Regions from separate parts of the Mus musculus genome. Here region 2 is linked to region 1. The links are chromatin contacts, called in public HiChIP or PLAC-seq maps. All regions are on one chromosome and are shown on one strand. Each heading gives the region's core, a stretch centred on a gene start, on an enhancer-like site or on the middle of the called end of the contact. The rest is flanking DNA. Distances are from core to core; before and after follow the strand shown. Region 1 overlaps Gm31317 (a long non-coding RNA gene). Region 2 holds the start of Erbb2 (erb-b2 receptor tyrosine kinase 2).

Region 1 (5,402 bases), core at 86-2,585:
ACGGGCCAGCTCATCTGCCCAAAGTTTTCTGCTGTCTACAGCAAGTCTGGTCCTTACAGGCCCTCTAGCCAGGGTTTCTGTGTGTGCCTTTGTATGTGGAATTCTTACTGCCTAGAATGTCCTTTTGCACCTTACCCACCTGGAAGCTCTCACTCATCAGTTCAGACCTAATTCAAGAGGGGGTTGTGGTACTTGGAAAATGAGGCAGGGGGATTGCTGTAAGTTTGAGGCTAGCCTAGGTTATGGAGTGACATCCTGTCTCAAGGTTACTTGAAGGGTGTGTTGCCCATGCTGGCGATCCCAGCACCTGGAAGGCTAAGGCCAGATGGCCAGGGCCTCAAAGTCATCAGATGCATAGCAAGTTTGAGGTCAGCCTAAGCTACATGAAACCCTATTTCAAACAAACAAAATTAAGGTAGGGGAAAGACCTAATCCAAGCCTCCTTGCCCTCTGCCAACTGCTAGCAACAGCAACAGGCCTTAGAGCCAGGCATTCTGAAGTGGAATCCAGCTCTGCCACTTCCTAATTGGGTGACCTTCATCTGGGTCTCAGTTTCTGAATCTGGAGAATGGGTATGTTGAGGAATAATATGTGTAAAGAGTTTGTTCCCACTGGGCACGGCAGCACATGCCTTTTAATCCTAACACTTGGAAGGGAGAGGCAAATGGATCTCTGTGAGTTTAAGGCCAGCCTGGTCTATAGAGTGAGTTCGAGGACAGCCAAGGTTACCCAGAGAAACCCTGTCTTGAAAAAAAATCTGTTTCCAGATTTGACACAGGAAACCACTAGTAAAAGGTAAGGGCCATAATTACTCTGCCTACTAGGCTGTGAGCTTCCCTGGGCCAGCACTGAGCTGACTCTCTTGGCTCTAGCCTGGACAGCCAGGGATGCTCTTTGCCAAGAGAGCCTCAAAGCACTAGGCAGCACCTTGAGCCCTGCTGGGAGCCATCCCATTCCATTCCGATGCCCTCCCCATTTTCCACAGAGGGAAACTGAGGCCCCAGGGCAAGCGTCTTTAGGTTCTAGTAAGCAATGAGTAGCAGAGCCAGGGTCCATCCTGTGCGCAGCTGACTACAATCAACTCTCTGGGCTCAGTTTCTTCATGTGAGAAATGGGTCGATAGTCACTCCATGGAGTAACATATTGACTGTTGGGAACAGCAAGACTGGGGGAGTGAGTGGGATAATGTTCTATTTAGGATAAAAACTTTCCTGGGGTTACAACTGAGGAACTGACCAGGGTCCCAATTTACCTCTCTCCCCAGGGTGCTTCTGGAGCCTGGGGCCAATTCAGAAAACCTTCCTTTCCCTGGGCCCTCTGCCAGCCCCTCCAACCCTTCCTCCAACCATCCACTGCAAGACAATGGTGGGCTGGCCCGGCCTTTGTGAGAGGGGTCAGGCCAGTTAATCTTGGGCTGGGTTAGGGAGGGGCATTTGGGGGCCAGGAAAGGAGTGGGGGCTGCCGGTGGGGGACACAGCAGCCGGCTGCTGAGAGTTGAGGGCATTGGAGGCAGGGGGCCGAAGAAGTAAAAGCTTGAAACAGGCTTTGGGGAGCGTTTCCTCCGAATGTAGATTTGAGCTCCTATTAAACTTGCCAAAAATTTGTGTTAGCTAATGGATTCTTAATTCTGTCTAAAATGAGAGAGGGAAAATTATGCCATTCATCTTGTATTGGTTTGAAATTACATCTGACACCTAATCGATCATACTGTGGAACATTAACTCTTTGGAAGAGACCCAACTTTTTCTCTCCCTCGCTTTCCAGGGCTCGGGAGCCTCCCCCACCTCTGATTCCTTCTTTTGTATTTCATTAACTTAGCAAAGCTCTGGCTGTCTCTCGGGTGAGGGGTGGAGGCTGGGGAGGGTTCTTTTAAATCAGGGGAGGTAATCAGCACCCCAATCTTTTGCCCCCAAAGAGCCACCACTTTCAACCTTCAAGTGACCTCCACTCTGGCCCGGCTTTTCCCATGCACTTTGAGTCGACATGGCGATGCAGAATTAAAGGCGCTAAAGGCACGCGCGGGGGTGGGTGGGTGGTGACCTCAGAACCACCTTGGGTGCACGGGGGAGAGGTGGGGAGCCAGGCAAAGATAAGCTTGCACCTGGGGCTGGGGCAGGGGCCGTGGCAGGGGGCTCACCCGCGACTGGCCTGGCAGATGGGTGAGGAGGAGAGGGCAGATGACAATGGATTTGCCCGAGGATCCCCAGGAGCTCGAACTGAAAACCCCAACCCCAGACCTTCTTTTCCAGGAGGAGGACTTTCTGGCAGCAAGGAGAAGCCACTGGAGGCCGCCAGGCCTGGGCTAGGCTCCTGGCTGTACTTCTGACAAGCTGTGTGACCTTGGGCAGATTACATAAGGCTCAGAGTCTCGGTTTCCTTCTCTGTCAGGGCAGAGTGGAGACTGTAACACCTCGGCCCAGGGCTGGGGCGGGCCTGGATGGCACAATCCAGTTTAAACTGGGGTAGAGCCCATCACCTGGTGCATAGTAGGTATTCAGGAAAGGTGACAGAGGGCCAGATCACTGGCCCCGCCCCCTGCTTCTTCTGCTTCCTGCTCTTCCTTATTCCAGGCTGTCTGATCCGCACTCTCAGCTCCTTCACTTAGCTCCTCCATCTTTCTCTGCCACTGCCAAGGGCAGATCAAGGTCAGGAGCCCCAAGGTCAAACAGGCCAGGAGGGCTAAGTGGTACCTGAAGGAGGCTGGGGCCCAGGGGCTCCTTTCCCTGCTCCCTCAGGGTTCTCTCCTGCCTGAGGAGCTCCCTCAGAACCTGCCACCATGCTGAGGAGGGATGGGAGGGGGGTGTCCCAGGGAAAAGGAAGGTGAGTCCAGCAGGAAGGAAGGAAGGAACTCTCCATTTGGATCAAAGCCTCTTGCTTTTACTTAAACGCTTCTGATTCTGTCTGTGGATTCCTGGTTTCTGTTCCCAGTCTAAGAGGGGTGGATTGGATCCCTCCGGTGTTTCCATAGACCTGCAATGGCCCAGATTCCACCCCAGCAAGGGGGAGAGAGAGAAGGGGAGAGAGAGAGGAGAGAGAGAGAAGGTGAGGGAGGGGGCAAGAATTTCAAGGATTTCTTCCTTAACTTAGCTTTGGACACCAGGGACGTGTGGGGACACTCCAGCTCCCCAGAAAGCTGGGTCAATGAAGGACCATAGCAGGCAGCTGGCCTTTGCACTAAACAGCAAGGAGTGCCTGATGCCCCTTTTGCAAAACTTCAGGTAACCTCTGGACCCTCTCAGAGTAAACATTACTCTCAAAAAGCAGGAATTAATCACATGAACGCATGTGCAGATGAAGGGCCAGGCTGGTTTAAGCAACTGGTTGTTAACCTCTGGATAGCTGTCCCAGGGGCAGAAATGAATGGCTTAGAATGCCCCCAATGAAGGCTTGAATGCCCCCACTGAAGGAGCCACAGTGCAGGAACTCCTGGTGGCAAATCTTCTCTGGCACCCTCATTTTGAAAAGTTGGCAGCCAAGACTCAGCAAGGGGCTAAAACAGGCCAGGGCCACCCAGAGAGGTAAAAAGGAGAGTACCTGGGCCTCCAACCCTCAGCCCAGGGCTCTTCTCCACCTGGATCAGGAATCTACAGGAACATTTTTCTAGATGACATTCAAGTCTCAGGAGCTCAGAGCATATGAGGACTAGATTTGGGGAAGCAGTGTGAGAGCTTCCAAGAGGCTCCCCTGAGGAGAGTGAAGGGCAGAGGGCACAGGGAGCCTAGCTCCCTCCCCCCCTCCCCCGCCCCCAACACTGACACAAACACACTAAGGCAGGAATTTTACTGTCAAATGTCCTTTCTATGGGGAGTTCACTGTTTCCCAGGAGATGTCTGATGAAGCCCCTTCCTGCCAGCCTCCCTGGCAGCCACTAGGCGGCCATGGCTTCCTCTTCTGCCTGGAGACTCCACATGGAGGGGTTCACACGGTTTGTATTCTTAGTGCTCAGGGCTGGCGGCACTGAGAATGGAGCAGAAGAGCAAGGATCAGCCAGGCTGGTTGGGGAGACTGAGGCAGCTGTATACGGGGTACATTGGCCAAGGCTCCAGTACAGGTTGGCAGGCCTAGCTAGACACACATGCTGAATTACCTCTTGATTACCAGGTATGTGTGAGGGTATCATTCACTCCCCCCCATGGTGATGTTTTTACTGTGTTTTTTTTTTGCCTTGGACATAAAAATATGTGATTGTTATAAAAATAGGCAATCCCAATAAAAACAGAGAACAAGAGCCACAGCCTCAGATTTTATGATCGCCCCCTCCCCCGAGTGAATCTACGTCAAGAGTGTGTTCAGAAGGAAAAGCGTCCTGATATTGTAGAATCTGGGAGATCCTGCTACAGCAGATCCCTCTGTACCAGAAGAGAGACTCAGAGTGGCACTCTTCCTGCCCCACCCCCATGGGTGTCCATTCTCACACTGTCACCTACTGGTCCAGTAAATGTGGATCGGAAAAGGAATGAATGGATTCACAGAAGAGACAGATCTAGACAGAGGCATCAAAACTGCAGCGGTGACTTCAAGTGTGTTCAACAACACCAGTCACAGCTCTGGAAGAAATGGCCTCAAGCGCTCCAACAATTGCCCCTTTCCCAGGATGTGGTTGCGAGTTACTCCGAGGGTCCCATATAGAAGATTTACCAGGTCCTTAGATGGGACCCTAGTGGGGAGACTGTTAGGGCTGGGGACAGGAGTGGTGAGAGAGCCCGTGTAAACTGACACTAAATATGTCCTCCCAGCGCGCGTACACACACACACACACACACACACACACACACGCGAACAGAGGTGAGGGGGCAGCCTTTCTTTCTACTCTGACCAGGGGAGCAGCATTGGCTACAAGGTCCAGGTCATCTCAGCTGAAGGAATTAAAGCTGTGGAGGAGACTCACCTCCCTCAAGTGATCCACCCCAAATAGCACAGGGATGGAGGCCAGCCCCACAGCGTCCTTTCTTGTTTCTGGTGAACTTGGCTAGGGCCCTGCTGCCAACATGTAAATTATGTAACCATTGATGCTGGGAGATAATAATTCTACTGTATAGACAAACCACGGCCAAGAAAGCAAGTTACTTGCCCGGGTCACAGGCCAAGTGGCAGAATGAAGACACTCCACCTTCAGGCCTGATCTCCAGATTTCAGCCCTTGACTGGGGATCGTGGGGGGTGGGGGGTGGGTACCCGATTCTGAGGACGGGTCCTCCTGCTTAAAGCTCCTGCAGTTTCTGGGCAGACCGTACCCATGACTTGTCACTTGAGAAGTATACTTGGATGCCCAGGAGACCCCGCTTCTCAGAGATGTCACCTTTCCCATTCTGCCGGGTCTTGCTCTTCTCAGTTCTCAGTCCAGCTCCATTCTCCCTCCCCACCCAGACACCTTTCTGATTCTGGGGGATGCTGCCACCCCGC
Region 2 (5,257 bases), core at 2,319-4,818, 110 kb before region 1:
AGAACTCTCACTCCCCTCGGAGGGCCCTGGGCATTAAAGGAGAGGAGGAAGAGAAACACTCTGTAAACACAGGGAAGCTTTGTAAACAGACCTGCAGCAACCTAAACAGCAGCTTTAATGACTCTAACCACTGCTGAGGACAGAGGTTCCCTGCACATCCTCTCTGCCTGACTGGTGGCCTAGCAGATCACAGAACTGTCACTCCCTGAGGCCACGGAGGGAGAGCTCTCCACAGGGGACAGGAAAGGGACTCTCTTTCTGAATCAGTCTTTCACTCTAGGGCAAACACACCTTCCCGGAGCCCTCCTCTGCCCTTGCTCCACTAGTTTCCACTTTACCTGCCCACATCATTCCCATGAGCCTGTATGTCCTAGTGATCTCTGCACCTTCCGGCCCTCCATCCCTGGCACTGCAGAGGGCCCAAGAGAAAGGCCAGCATGTGCTAGAGGCAAACTCAGCAGCCAGGAAGGCATCTCAGGCCCCTATCTTGAGGCACCTTCTCCAGCCTGGGATAGGGGCTAGGAAGACCATACTGAGTAAGAGAGGAACACTTTCCTGTGTGACTCCCTGGCCGGCCCAAGGCTTTTCTAGTCCGTTCCTGTTTGACAACTAAAACTCTGATCACCTCTAAATGCCCCCTTGATAAGTCTCTTCATCTCTCTGAGGTAGAGTGTGTGTGTGTGTGTGTGTGTGTGTGTGTGTGTGTGTGTGTGTGTGTGTGTGTTTCATCTGTGCACCTGCTTCACGGGACAGTGCAGAGAGAGAGCACAAAACCATCTATGGAAAATGATCTGGCATGTAAGAAGCAGAAAGAAGTTTTTAAAACGGGAGACAAGCACTTAGTGGGATCTGGGTAATTACAGGAGAAAAGAGAAAGCCTTTTCCATTTGATTTTGAGATGCAATATATTTCTCTCTTTTCTTGTTAGGGTTAATTTTACTTGATGTGTGTCTCTTGCCTGCCCTTGTGTCTGCACTAACACACATGCCTGGTGCCTGTGGAGGTCAGAATTAAGCATCCAATCTAGAATTGGAGTTATGAATGGTTGTGAGCCACCAGGTGAGAACTGGGAACTGAGCCCCAGGTCTTCTGCAAGAGGAATCTATTTAGTCCCCGTATGTATAACAAAAGGTAGGAAGGGCCTGGAGAGACTCAGACTAGAATTGAAATAGGAATGACCCCTGCCAAGTTAAAGACCTGTGTTTACTGCATTTCACAAAACCTTTAGTACTGAGGAACCCAGCAACAGCTTGATCCTCTGGGTCTCCCCAGATCTCCTTTCCCCTACACACCTGCCCAAGACCAGTTCTGGGGTCGAACCTGGAGCTAGAGGCAGCTGATGGTGCCCTGCCCTTTTAACCATTCCTGGCAAGGCAAACTCTGCCTTGTCCCTCTGCATCCAGCAGTGCATCTGAAGGGATGAAGGCTCAGCAGCCCTCCACTCCCTGTCTGGAGAGCAGACCCTTCAGATTCCAGCTCTACAGCACAGGGCCACTTCTGGTCAACTGCAGACCCTACCCAGCTCAGGTGAAGGGTCTAACCTCACTCTTCTGCACGGAAAGTCAGCAGGAAGGCTGGCCTCCTGAGAAACTGAAAGGAGACTCCATCCTGAAGAAGGCAAGGGGCATCTCCCAGTGTTTACAACAGATAGAGCCCAGTGCCTTGAGGAAGTTCCTAGAGAGGGCAGAGTTCATCCTGTGTCCCCAAGTCAGCAGAGAGACTGCTGTTTGGCAACAGAAACTGGGAGGAACACACAACCATCATAAAAACCTCAGACACACAGGGGTATCCCACAGTGAGCACAGCAGTGTGCTGTCAGGAACTGGGGCAGGAGAGGGGGGCAAGGGGGCACAGATGGTGATACTCCACCAGCCTCCAGGCTCGCTGGCCTCTGGAGAGCACCTACTGTTTCCAGAACCTGTGTTCTGCATCTTCAATACAGCCCACTGATTACGGAAGCAGTGTCTCCGCACTGCTCAGCTAGACTCGTATTTATGTGAATCATATATCATATCCTGTGGCTGGTCACATTGCCTGGGATCCACCAGTTACTCCAGGATACTTCATTTCCCCAGCCCAGGTTTCCCCCCTGGGACAAGGAGAAGGCTACTAATGTTTCCACTGTGGAGTTGTTCTTAGTACTGTAGAAGGAATGCATGCAAGCCACCACCCACGGAGCCTGGCAGAGCTGACCCACACGGGGTGACTGTCAGCTTTTACGCTCATGGTAGAACTGGACATATGGGTCAGTATACACACTGCTGGGTCACCCTCCCAGCCCCCAACACGAAGATAAAGGCAAGAAAACAACCCAGCTCTCTGTCTACCCCTAGCTGACCTTACTCCTTTTCGGTGCCCTCCCCCCGCCCCCAAATGCCCAGGAACCCTTTCCAGTTTATTGTATGGAAGCCGGGAAAACACAAGACCACCCTTCAAGATCCGAGCCTTCCCGGAATCCCAAAGCACACAGTACTTAAGCTGGCTCTAAGGAAATTTGTTCAAAACAGGGCTGTGGAGTGTGCAGCACTGTGATAGAGGGCTTGCCTAACACGGGCGAGACTGGGATGGAGGGTAGGGGTGTTCCATCCCCAGCACAGAAGAGAGAGAGAGAGAGAGAGAGAGAGAGAGAGAGAGAGAGAGAGAGAGAGAGAGAGAGAGAGAATGAGAGAGAACTGTTGCAAACAAATGCCTGCCCCTCCTCCTGCTCCCCCATATCCCAGACACTATCGATAGGCAACTCAACTGCGGAGCCGCCACTCGGTCCTCCCTGCTCGACAGGATGGGTTACTTTCCCCACCGCCCCCTCCACGGCGACCCCACTGGAAGCTGGAGTAACTTACTAAACCCAAAGGGCCAGAGGGGGTGGGAAGGGGGAGGGGAGGGGCAGAGGGGACCCCGAAGGCATCCTGCCCAGTCCGGTCCGGAGGCGGAGGCTGCCAACTGGAAGAGCTCTGAGAAAGCGTGAGGGGGGCTCGAAAGGGGGGAAGCAGGCGCACGCACGCACAGCGCTTCACACACCCTCCGGAGGAAAACTTTCCGACTAGTTTCAGAGAACTTTCCCAAGGAGTTCCCGGAGTCTCCTGGAGCCCGGGAGGCTCCGGTGTAGCGAGAAGGGGCCGGTCCGGACCTCCAGTGTGGTTCTCCGAGTGACTGTCCCATCCCCAACTGCTCCGATCTCCTCCGGGCCGCGGCGCCGGTAGCCGGAATCGTCCCAACGTCCCGGACCGCCCGGCCGTGGAGCTCTCGGGGCCCCGCGGCTCCGGCCGCCCGTGGGCGCAGCCGTAGCGGCCCGAGCCCTCCCCAAGCCAAGACCCACCTTGGGTACCCGCGGCTCCGGGGGACAGGAGGGCGAGGAGGAACCCCCAACGGCACCAGGCCGCCAGCTCCATGATGATCACTGCGGCTCCGGCCCCATGGCTCAGGCTGGACCAGGCTGCGGGCGCGGGGCGCGGCGAGGGCAGGCACAGGCGCGGCGCCGGAAGGGGCCGCCTGGGAAGGGGCGCTCCTGGGCTCCGGGTCCCCAGCGGCGGGCAATCTCAGCTCCACAACTTCACGCCGCACTTCCTCGAGCAGCCCTCCTCCTCCGCCTCCTCCGCCGCCGGTGATTGGGAGCCGCGCGCTCCCGGCTCGCCCCCCCACCCCTCCAACTGCATTCCAGCAAGACTGGGAGTGGCTGCTCCCAGCTTCACTTTCTCCCTCCCGGCGCAGGCCTGGGTGCGTCGCGCCCTGTGCCCTGACGCCTCGCTTGCTTGCTTGCAGTTCTCACCCACTTCCTAAAAGCAGGGCATCTCTTTACCCCTCTTTGCAGTCTTGGGTGGGTTTTATCTTGGATACTCTTGGAACGTTTGCATCACACTCTTAATACCAGATAAATGGTTTGTCGCCACATCCTCAGGTAAAATCAGCCTGGGAAGGGAATGTGTTATGTCTAACTGGTGACTTCCAAGACTCTCTGGGATATCAATTCTGTCCTTTTGGGTATCTCCTGCCTGATCTTAAAGGAACCCACAGAACTAGGAGAAGCGAGTCACATCGGGAGCCCTCTGTTCATCCTTGGAAGAACAGCTTCTCCTGTTTCTTTCTCTTTTTAAGACTTATTTTTATTTCAAATTATGTGTGGTCATATATGGGTTTTGGGGGGTGTCACATAAGTGCTGTTGCCCACAGAGGTCAGAAGAGGAAGTGGGAATCCCCCAGAGCTGGAGTTACAGGGTGCCGCCCACCCACTTTGGTGCTGGAAACAGAACTTGGGTCCTCTGCAAGAGCAGCACAGGCTCTCAACTGCTTAGCCATCTCTCCAACCCCATGCCCACTTCGTTCTGACTTTACCCAGTTCTCAGTTTCATTCATCGTCCTCTCTCTCCCTGTCCTTTTCGCCTGCCAGTTTACCCCTGAAGTACCTAGATATCACTCCTGAAGCCTGGTAACAGGTGAGAAAGGAAACAAAGGTATGCCTTTGGTTGGAAACTCCAAGAACACATTGCAAGAGACATGTTTACCAGGATGAATTGCCCGTCGTTTATCTGAAATTCAAATTGAACTTCATTACGTCCTTCTTCTTTATCTGCTACATCTGATGATGGTACTTGGAATGTTCCAGTAAAGAACACACCTGTGCTGGTCAAGATGCAATCAGAGGCATCTTTGGGGGAGAGAAATGAAGGGTGGCCCTCTCTTAATCTACTTTCATTGAACTGAAACTCAGTTTCAGGCAGACACTTCCACGCTAGGGGCCAAAGAACATGGGACTCTGGTATCTAGAAGACCTGAGTTCGTATCTTCCCTCTATCACATTCTGGCAGTGAGACCTTAGGCAAGTGACTGACGATCTCTGGGTCTTGTTTTACAAATCTGTAAGACTGTGTGTGCTAGGGGCTAAAGGAGAAGACACTCTAGAAGCACTCAGCAGTGTAGTGCTTGACACATAATAACTGCTCAGTAAATGATCCCAGATTTAGCCATTCTGGGGCAGATGGGGTGTTTGTGGGGATCAATTTGAGGTACTCAAAGAGAAAGAATACAACATTATAAATCACACCACCACACCCAGAAGTAGAACAAGAGGGCTGAGCCTGTGTTTTGGTGATAATGTATTTGCCTAGCATTGGGGCAGGGAAGAGGGGACAGGAAGGAATTTGAATAGAGAGAAAAAAATGTATGTGCATCATATGTAATAAGAATCACATGTGGTGACATATATATATATGTATATATTATGTATGCATCTATAATATATAATATTATATAATATACATAT

Evidence for each region. HiChIP or PLAC-seq counts read pairs in DNA pulled down with a chosen protein or histone mark.
Region 2: a contact with region 1 is called in an H3K4me3 HiChIP or PLAC-seq map of embryonic stem cells, with 24 read pairs. The contact joins the promoter of Erbb2 here to the enhancer-like site in region 1. A contact is called at or near these places in 1 of 39 promoter capture datasets (macrophages), 1 of 484 Hi-C or Micro-C datasets (embryonic stem cells), 8 of 115 datasets of contacts at active chromatin or transcription factors (the 230-238 cell line, the HPC-7 cell line, effector CD8 T cells and 3 more) and 2 of 9 other capture datasets (adipose tissue and liver).

The regions. Positions count from the first base shown.
Region 1 is chr11:98,294,979-98,300,380 of GRCm38.p6, reverse strand. It overlaps Gm31317 (a long non-coding RNA gene), which reads left to right. Exons shown (of 3, transcript XR_389006.2): 3 at 1,265-1,513. It overlaps Gm31194 (a long non-coding RNA gene), which reads right to left. Exons shown (of 2, transcript XR_389003.3): 1 at 4,889-5,402; 2 at 3,766-3,957. Among named protein-coding and RNA genes, the nearest start is that of Gm31194, 3.1 kb to the right of the region's middle. Within about 2 kb of position 1,335, at least 18 of the 459 cell types and tissues checked have an H3K27ac peak or open chromatin away from gene starts, as enhancers often do. A contact at or near this core is called in embryonic stem cells and liver, where this site is marked.
Region 2 is chr11:98,410,795-98,416,051 of GRCm38.p6, reverse strand. It overlaps Erbb2 (erb-b2 receptor tyrosine kinase 2), which reads right to left and starts at 3,568. Exons shown (of 27, transcript NM_001003817.1): 1 at 3,317-3,568. The coding sequence starts at 3,389.